2 separate regions of the Mus musculus genome follow, and region 2 is linked to region 1. The links are chromatin contacts, called in public HiChIP or PLAC-seq maps. All regions are on one chromosome and are shown on one strand. Each heading gives the region's core, a stretch centred on a gene start, on an enhancer-like site or on the middle of the called end of the contact. The rest is flanking DNA. Distances are from core to core; before and after follow the strand shown. Region 1 overlaps Rgs6 (regulator of G-protein signaling 6). Region 2 overlaps Rgs6 (regulator of G-protein signaling 6).

Region 1 (4,966 bases), core at 1,489-3,988:
AGGTGGCATGTCTTCCTGGGATGTTTCAGAACACACAGCCCAACACTTCCAATGACCCTCTATACTCTTTTTGCACTTAGAAGACAAGAAAGTCTCCTCAGTAATGTACAAGATAAATAACATAACCCAGCAGGTACCCCGCATTCCAGGAGGTTAGCACAGACATCATTTATACTCATGAACATGGGGCAGGCTCTAAATGCTCTTGCATATATTCTTCCCAGCTGAACATCTGTGAGTGTCTGGTGATGAGCTAGCGTGGTAGGGCAGTGCTGGGGCTACCAACCTACAAAAAGATTGTCCCAGCAAGGATGTCTACGGATGCTCTTCCAGCCCCTCCAAAAAGTCCCTATCTCTGTAAAAGCCACTTAGTAAATATTTTAGGCTTTGTTGATTGCTCAGATCATGTCTGTCACAACCACTCCACTCCTGTGGGGGGGGGGGCGGGAGGGGAGCTCAAAAACCCATAGGTAATTCATAAACAAATGTTATGACTGGGCTTCAAAATAAATCTCAAAATATGAACACTGACACTTAAGTTATTTTCACATAGCATAAAATATTGCTTCTGTTTTGATCCCCGCAAATCATTTCAAGATGTAAACACCAATCTAAACTTGAGTGATACAAAACCAGCTTGGGGACAGGTTAATGACATGTGACAACAGCCCTACAGTTGTTTCGTCCATCACTGAAGGCTCCTTAGCAAAGTGATGATGTTTGATATTAGTGACTCACTTAAGGATGGGGAATATTTACCATCCGAGTCTCATCATAGGTTTTCTTGGGTAGGTCTTTGAGGTGGCTCAACTACCTTGAGTCATGTTAACGTTCAAGGTCCTACTCTCTCTTGGAAGTTTCGGTAACTTCTGCACCCTCTGGTCCTGCTTGCTTAACATGCACAAAGCCCTGGGGTGGTTCCCTAGCACCAGATGTACTGGGTATAGTGTCACCTGCCTGGAATCCCAGTGTTTGGGAGGTGGAAGCCAAGGAGGATCGGAAGTTCAAGTCCATCTCTGGCTATATATCTAGTTCAAAGTCAACCTAGATTACCTGAGACCCTATCTCAAAAAAATACATATTTATTTGCCTTGATGTTACAGATTTTAAAAAATTACATAGAATAACTGGGGTCAAGTGGAGTTGTGAGGAGGTCATACTGGATAGAGTTGAGTAAGTGGGGGTTTCCTTATTAATTGTGACCACATCATCAGCACAGTTACCCCTCTATGGTGTGGGCATATCTGTGCCTTGAGGAAAACCTACTATGGGCTCCAACTGCAACTGAGGCCTTTAAGATCCCTCTTATCCTCCCTACCTGTGTCTGAAATGTACTACTTCTCGGCCCCACTGTGGTCCCCAGCTAAAACAAATGGAAAGAATACAATCGTTTTACCTGTTCCTTGCCCCACGAGAAGGAAAACTCCACTATCAACATTCCCTATCGGCAGCTATAAAACAAGGAGGGAAATTTCCAAAACAGTTTCCCTTGTCTTCTTCCTAGACAGACAGAATGGTAAGGAGAATAAAGTGCCTCCAACGATACCCATGTTCACTCAGCCTCTTGTATCCATATGCCCTCCAAGCTGTGAATGAATGCGTTACTATACAGGTAAGGGGGCTTGGTAGGTGTGACTGGGTTGTGGGCATTGAAGTGGAGAGATTGTGCTGGCTTGACTGGGTGGACTTCCTTGTCATAACAGAGGCTCATGGGAACATGAGGGTGAGGGCTCTGGTGATGCATACAGGATGGAGTGATACAAGGCTGTGTGCCAGAGAGGCTCAGAAAAGAGAGTTTGATTTACCCTGGACCCTCAAAAGAGAACCCAGCACTGCTAAATCCTTTCCTATCTCTGATGCCCAAGGATTTTTTTTTCTTTATTTTTTTATTTTTATTTTTTGCTTTGTTTTAAGCCAGTCCATTGGAGGTATTTGTTACAGCATCCAGCAGAAGCTGATCTGTGATGTAGCTGCGGGGAAATGTTAGGGATGAAGAGGAAGCATGGGTTCTCTCTTTTTTTTAATAATTTATTTTTTAATTAGGTATTTTCTTCATTTACATTTCAAATGCTATCCCAAAAGTCCCCCAGACCCTCCCCACCCCACTCCCTTACCCATCCACTCCCACTTCTTGGCCCTGGCATTCCCCTGTACTGAGGCAGATAAAGTTTGCAAGACCAAGGGGCCTCTCTTTCCACTGATGGCCGACTAGGCCATCTTCTGATACATATGCAGCTAGAGACACGAGCTCCGGGGGTACTGATTAGTTCATATTGTTGTTCCACCTATAGGGTTGCAGACCCCTCTAGCTCCTTGGTTGCTTTCTCTAGCTCCGGGGATCCATCCCATAATCAGCCTCTAATGACACCATTGCATACACCAGCAAGATTTTGCTGAAAGGACCCTGATATAGCTGTCTCTTGTGAGGCTATGCCGGGGCCTGGCAAACACAGAAGTGGATGCTCACAGTCAGCTATTGGATGGAACACAGGGCCCCCAGTGGAAGCATGGTTTCTTAAGTCAATCCCTGAATCTTATTACACCTAACCCTGAATACAGGTGCCATCGCCTCCTCTGTCACCCAAGGTCCCTAAACTCTAAGGCTGCTGATCCTGGAAACAAGACGAGGCATAAAATGGGAAGTTGAGAGGGAGAGCGGGCAGCTAGAGAACACTGTAGTCGTACACAGAGAGCCTTACCCAAGAGGACTGCAAAGGACGAGATAGAAATGGAATGTGTCTTTATTTATAGCAAAGCCTGCCTCCCCTCTCAAGTATGTGACAGAAGAGCTGTTTTAAAGTTTTATTCTTCAAACTTGGCTGCAGAACTTGGCTGGCTCTCAGGGCTGCGCTTTTGTATTTAGCTTTCAAATATAAGAAGCTACCCCATGGTTAAACTGTAGGCAGAGGGTGGGGTGTGCAGGCAGGGAAAGCGCCCGCCATGGGGAGTGGAGCAAGGTTGAGATGGTATTCTTATTTAGTTAGCTGCTTAAGAAAAACAAATAGAGGATAAAATAGCAAATGGCTTGGACAGGCTCCAAGATGAAAATTTTTTCTGGATACCTTGGCATCCACAAAGCTCTCAGGGGAAGCTGGGTGCTGCTGTAGGGTTCCTCAGACAGCAGGATGGGAACACGGTTTAGAAGACAGAAAGCAAAGAGGAGAAATGGGTCCTCGCTCCTGGGAATCACCTCAGTTTTATTCCATGATCCATAACAGAGGACTTTGCCTGCATCCCAAGGAAGCCAGCCTGAGTATGTATATAAAGCCGACAGTGATCTTGCAGAAAATAATGGAGAGCTGTAGTCACGTGTGACACAAGCTGTGCCTTTTGACCTAAGAATTCTAAACTTTGGTACTACGACTACTAAATTAATTAATTAATTAATTAATTAACTTAATTATGCTCCAGGCACTAGGGGTGTAGCTCAGTTGGTAGAGTGCTTGCCTGGCACATGTGAAACTCTTGGTTTGAATTCCAGCGCCATATAAACCAAACATGTTAGTACAAGCCTTGAACACCAGCACTAGGGAGGTAGAGGCAGGAAGAACAAAAGTTCAAGGCCATCTCAGCTATATAGGGAGTTTAACCCCAGCCCCAAATACATAAGATCCTACATAATAAATAATAAATAACTGTGCACTATCTACTTTATCAAATGTTATTCCACCTTTATAATTGATGACGATGAAGATGTCTTGTGTCATAGATTAATATCTAGTGATAGATAAGAAGGCAGCATACAGTTTCACATATGCAATGATAACCCACTAGCTTAAAACAGACATTCACCCCAACCCACATCCAAAACTGGAAGGATTCAGGCCAAAGTGTTAACTTCAGTCACACTTGCGTGGTAGACATAAGACATGTGTAAGCTTTCTTTTTTTCTCTCTGGGATTTGATTCTTTTTTATTTGGATTCTTATTTTTAAAATAGAACAGATTTTTTTAAAAGGAGGAAGGAAGAAATAAAATCAGTTGTTAAGGAACTTGGCTCTACTGATTGATACCTCTCACCATGTGAGTTTGAGAAGTAATAGTGTATACATTTTCTTGCTTCAGGTCCTCATGTGAGGAGTGAGGCCACACTTGCATCACATACATCTTCTGTATGTAGGGCAGGTAGTACTTGATGATTTAAGTCTTGTTTGGTGTTTTGATAGTGCAAAAGAGATACACATGGGCAATAAATTGCCATCAAATTTTTATGTTCTCCTGGCCTCCCAGGTGAGTATATTTCTGCATGTGAGGGTCGCAGCAGCAGTGAGACACACCTTTGTCCATCACATGAGGACCAGAGGAAACCACTGACACCATGAGCTGTCAAGCTAAGTTTGATGTTGATTTTATGGGTTAGCCATATTACATGCATTTTTGATTGACCACATCTTCAGAAACAATGGGATTACCAGCGTGTAGTATAAGGAACAGAACTTTACCACTAGCTAATGGGCATCTAGACAGAAAGTGCACTTTACCAAAGATATTCCACACTTTTGCCCACATGCCTCCAGGACCCAGAGTCCTTTTCTTAAGGATGCAATTTCAGTTGTTTTTCTTCTGATGTCCTCTTCCTCTGTAGGTAGCATGGTTCACATTAACTGTATTGTAATATATTGCAAATAGTCTTAAGATTTTTCTTCTTTCTTTTTACAGACATCAATTTGTTCCCTGAAACTCCAAGCTTCAGAATAAAGCACACAAGTCTGCATTCAATGCCAGTCATGACTCCCCTGGTTCTTGGTTTCCTTATCTGTCTTACCAACAAGTTCTTCCAGTGACTCTGCGTGCGTCAGTATGAACACTGCACCTGCCACAGAACCTGGCCTGAGAGCAGTGGTCCATAAACAATTAGTTTATTTTCTAATCCTGGTCCACCCTGCTCTCCTCCATTAGGCTGGCAGGCTTGTCTAGGGCAGGGACTGAGTTTGGCGGTACCCTTTATTCCTCAGGCAGTACTTTGC
Region 2 (4,663 bases), core at 1,132-3,631, 270 kb before region 1:
GCTGTCCTGTAAACTTCATCAGACCTGCCTGGAAGAGCCTGGATCTGCAGGGAAACCTCCCTTGCTGTGACCTCGTGAGCACCCAGAGAGGTTGCCACCCACTTCACCATCTCCCTGTTAACTGAACACCTCTGAGGTCCTAGGACCATGCCCGGTTCTTAGGCTTCAGCAGAGAGCAAAACGGACCTTCCATTCCGTTTCCCTGCCTCTGTTCAGTTTGTCTTTCGCCAGAGCAGTGGTTCTCAACCTTCCTAGTGCTGCAACCTTTTAATTCAGTTTCTCACACTGTGGAGGCCCCTAACCATAAAATATTTTTGTTGTTACTTTATAACTGTAACTTTGCTACTGCTGTGAATCATAATATAAATATCTGGTATGCAAGATCTCTGATACACAATTCCCGTGAAAGGGTTGTTCGGCCCCCAAACCACTGCACTAGAAGCAGACTGGCAAAAACCAGTAGAAACCAAATATTGAACTTGTATTTTAGGTAAGCATTTACTAATACTTTGTTTATTATTCCTCTCCCAGTAGGACTTCTGAGATACCTCAACTATCCCCAACTGGTTTAGATGTGAGAAAATAAGGTATTTTTAAAAATCACTTTTCCCCCAGAACCAATGTTTGCTCCCTGGAGGAACAGAGAGAGGCCTTATGAATCAAAGCTGGCTTCTAAGGTCACTCAGTGCGAGCACCCACCGTGCTATGGTCTAGAAGGTCCACTCAGTGCTAGCACTCCATGTAGCCCCTCCTAGGCTAGTCTCAAGCGTCTGCTGATCTGGGCCTCCATCTGGAGGTACTGAAGGAAAACTCACTTGTGCTGGTATCAGAATTAGGTTCCTTGTAGCTGTAGCACTGAAGGCCGGCACCTCACCTTGCTGCTGTGAGTCCAGGACAGGATCACACAGGCTGTCCATACACTTTAACATGCAGGCTCCTCAACCTTCAGATAACCAGGTACGCAAACTAGTTCTCAATTGCTACTAACCAGGGAACGCGCTTGGCTTTTCAAGGGCCATATGATTAGGCCAGACCCATCCAAACAACATCCCTGGCCATAAATCTATGTCATGTAACATACCTAATCACAGAAGCAAAATTAATCACATCTGTGGAACCAGAGATCATGCATAGCATGAGTGTCCTTGGGGAACCCACCCCAGAGCCCCCGTAAAACGCCAAACAATTGATTTCATTTGGAGTGATAGCTTTTCTTTTCCTTTTCTATCTTCTTTTTGGGCAAACATATTTACGTTCTCATTTACTACTAGGCCACACACCGTGGCGTTGTCACAAGGCTAAATGTCTTCATTGTTTAAGTTTTCAATTGCTGGGTCATTTAGTTCCAAGCTTTATGATGTTTTCCTTAAATGGATTAAAACAACAACAAAGAAAAACAAAAACAAAAAAAACCCCATAGAACATTAAAATTGCAAGCATATCTTCCAAAGATAACCAACATACCGGACAAGTGCATACTTTTGTTAGTTATTATATGAAAGCTAATTCCATGTTTGATGAAGTAAGTTGCTGGAGTTGATAGCGTCGGGTGGCATTTGTTGGAGCCGGGGCGGTAGAACTTTACTCTGATAGATTAGGATAAGTTTTCTGTAGTTGGCCAGCCTGTAATGTGGCTAATCCCAAGGAGGAAAGCAGGGCGAGCTGCCTCTGCTAGCTTCCCACTGTTGCCTGAACACCTGATCACAAACTTAGTGACTGAAAGCAGAGCTGTTTACTGTTTTTTGCCAGAGCTGAGAAGTCTGGAGTGGCTGGAGAAGCTGAGTCCTCTCACGTTCCTAGGAGAGACTCAATGGCTTGGCTCTTGCAGCTCTAGGCTGCATGCGATCTTTAGCTTCTAGGCCCTACCTTATTGCAACCACATCTGCCATACAACTCCTTCGCTGGCTCTGAGCACCACCCTCTCCACTGCCTATGAATGACTCTGGGTCAGCTCATAGCATAGTTTAGGATAACATGCCATCTCTTTGAATACATAGAGTAACATAAGCTCTAGATATCTGAATGGTCAGGCACATGATTCCAGGGCTTTATGCTACCTATTGCATAAGCCTTGGGAGGTCTGAAGGAAGTTATGTGTTCTTGATTGTTCTGTGGCCTGTAAGTTCACTCTCAAAGGAACTGCAGTGGTGCCCTAGGGGATAGCTTACTCACCAAGGGCAGATATTAGACTTCCTTCTAATGCATTGTCCTATGGGTTCATATAGAGAAAACAAAAGCCATGTAGAGTCATATCTAAGGGATGACACAGGAAGAAAGGAATCTTTGCTCTGATCTCCAGGGACGATCTAGGCAGAGCCAATAGTATAGCCTTTACTCACAGTTATTAGCACTGCATTGTGATCGCAAGCCCAGCTATTAAGTGCATTTCTGAGTCATTCTACACAGTAAAGAGGGAAATAGATGTCCTCTTGCAGCAGGCACAGGTCTGTGTGCTTTTGCTTCAACTTCCATGAGTGCACGGCAGGGTCAAGGACATCCTTCTACACCCGCCTTCAGTGACAGCCTTTGAAAGTTGAGCCAACCCTGTGCAACTGCCATAAATGGTTTCGGATCAGCTCAGAGGCACTGTGCCATTTCCTAGAAGTCCTGTAGGCCCACTCTTGGTGACAAAGGTTACCTTGGGAGATTACAAGAAAGGCATTAGAAGCCATTGCATGGAACTAATGCTTTCTTAAGGCAGGAATGTTTATTGGCTGCTGGTGCCCATATTTCCTCTCATCTTTTATTACTTTCCATCTTAATAGGGCCTTTGCACCATTCCACAGTGCATGGATACAGGCAGCACAGTGGCTTTCATTTCCTGTGTCTACATACTACTTGCTAGACCCGCTGTCTACACTCACGCTGGGTTAGCTGTTGACCCAATTTAATGCCTGGCTGGAAAATTTCCTCTCTGTTGTGATTAAAAGGGAAGGAAGTAGGAAGAGAGAGATGATTCAGTGACATGTATATTATAATTCTTTGATGAAAGGAAGAAAGGGAGTAGTGATGGAGGCTGTCTAATGATCCATAGGCTTAGGATTTCACTGTAGGCTTGAGCTTCTGACCCACAATGCAGTTGTAGTTGTTGGAAGCCCAGAAGACTCATGCTCAATTATATGCAACCACATACATCTCTTGAGTCAATTTTTCTTAAAGCTATATTTTACCTCCCAAACCACTATTAAATATCATATTCAACCAAATACCCTGGCATCATTCTTTCGGATAACTTACCAATTTAGTGGGGAAAAGGCAGGCATACTAAGGTAGACAACACATTTGCCATCATTGGGGAAGGCTAGGTGGGCTGGACTCAGAAGTGAGCTAAAGGGGAAAGGTTGCAGATAGAATTGTGTGTCACATGGCATGCTGCACATTATTCCAGCACTTGGATGCAGGATACAACAGCAGTACATGTTCATAGGGCACCCTCTCTGGTGTTCAGTACATTTCCTGTAGGCTGTAACTGCAAGGGGCGTTAAGAATGTCTTGTCTATTACTATCATTTTATGCCCTGAGCTATTCAATAACAGCCAATCCATTCAGCAGTTTCTTCACAGATGGGGGAATGAAAGTCAGTGTATCTAGAATACCAGGCACGTGGACCTTCTGTGTGGTGCACTGTCCTGCTGGGCCAAATAATGGCGGCTGCACGTGGAATTAAGATCTCAGGTGGTTTTTTTTCAAAAGCCAGGTAACCTTGGTCTCCTCTGAGCCTCAGGTGCTTCTCTCCAGTGCTGACCATATTTATTACGTTAGGTGGTTTTAGAGACTGTGTGTGAGAGTATATGGTAGGGAGGATGATGTCTTTCTGTTCCTACCCCTGATCCAGTTGGCCTGACCCAGGAGTTTACTCAGTCAGGTCACATGGCAAGAGGAAATTAGGGTGGCTAATGACTTATAAGATGGAGACTGTCCTAGAGAATCCCCAGTTTAGCCCATTGATGTTATAGGAGTCCAAAAAAATGGGTGAAGAAAGTAGGGGGGAGGAAGGAGGCAAAGGTTATTGTGGGGCCATGTAAGAGGGACTTCACTTCCTGGGGTTGGCTTTGAAGAGGGAAGGGATAAAGAGCCAATGTAAGGTGCTAACTTCAAGATACTTGAAGAAACAGGAAACAGATTCCCCCTGGAGCCTTCAGAAGAGAACATCTTGATTTTAGCCACGTGACACCTGTGTCAGATTTTCTAACCTCTAGAACACAAAAGAGAACAGAGTTGTATAGTTATAAACCAGTACACTATCTCTCGGTGCTGAGGACAGAACTCTCATGTAGGCCACTGAGCTCTAGCCCCAGCCCAATAAAGCCACAAAGTGTGGCCATTTGCCACAGAAACCAGAGAAGACTGGTGTGGGCTGTGATGACTATGTCAGGTCAACTGCTGCAGTTGAAAACTCTGCCCCTTATCTAGAAGCTGTGATCTCATCCATTCATTGGCCCATGTTCTGCCAGGCTTTCGTTAGTGCAAAGTAAGGTGGTATGCTTAGGTATATAGCTCAATGAAAAAGCACTTGCCAGTATGTAAGGCTCTGGGTCTGACCCTTAGCTACACACCAAATAAACAAATGGATGAACAGCCGATATGGGGTTTTATTTGTTTGTTTGTTTATTTTGTAGCAGGGTAGCTTGGGGTTAGGGTTAGCTACATGGAAGGGAGGGAA

The links. HiChIP or PLAC-seq counts read pairs in DNA pulled down with a chosen protein or histone mark.
Region 2: an H3K27ac HiChIP or PLAC-seq map of heart atrium shows a contact between it and region 1, with 5 times the contacts expected there. The contact joins two enhancer-like sites. A contact is called at or near these places in 3 of 484 Hi-C or Micro-C datasets (the HL-1 cell line, cerebral cortex and nephron progenitors) and 2 of 115 datasets of contacts at active chromatin or transcription factors (embryonic basal ganglia and heart atrium).

What each region holds. Positions count from the first base shown.
Region 1 is chr12:82,662,608-82,667,573 of GRCm38.p6, reverse strand. The region is part of intron 2 of Rgs6 (regulator of G-protein signaling 6); the gene reads right to left. Among named protein-coding and RNA genes, the nearest start is that of Rgs6, 48 kb to the right of the region's middle. Within about 2 kb of position 2,738, at least 22 of the 459 cell types and tissues checked have an H3K27ac peak or open chromatin away from gene starts, as enhancers often do. A contact at or near this core is called in heart atrium, where this site is marked.
Region 2 is chr12:82,933,444-82,938,106 of GRCm38.p6, reverse strand. All of the region lies in intron 2 of Rgs6 (regulator of G-protein signaling 6), which reads right to left. It overlaps 1700085C21Rik (RIKEN cDNA 1700085C21 gene), which reads left to right. Exons shown (of 3, transcript NR_046045.1): 2 at 532-587. Among named protein-coding and RNA genes, the nearest start is that of 1700085C21Rik, 3.4 kb to the left of the region's middle. Within about 2 kb of position 2,381, at least 23 of the 459 cell types and tissues checked have an H3K27ac peak or open chromatin away from gene starts, as enhancers often do. A contact at or near this core is called in heart atrium, where this site is marked.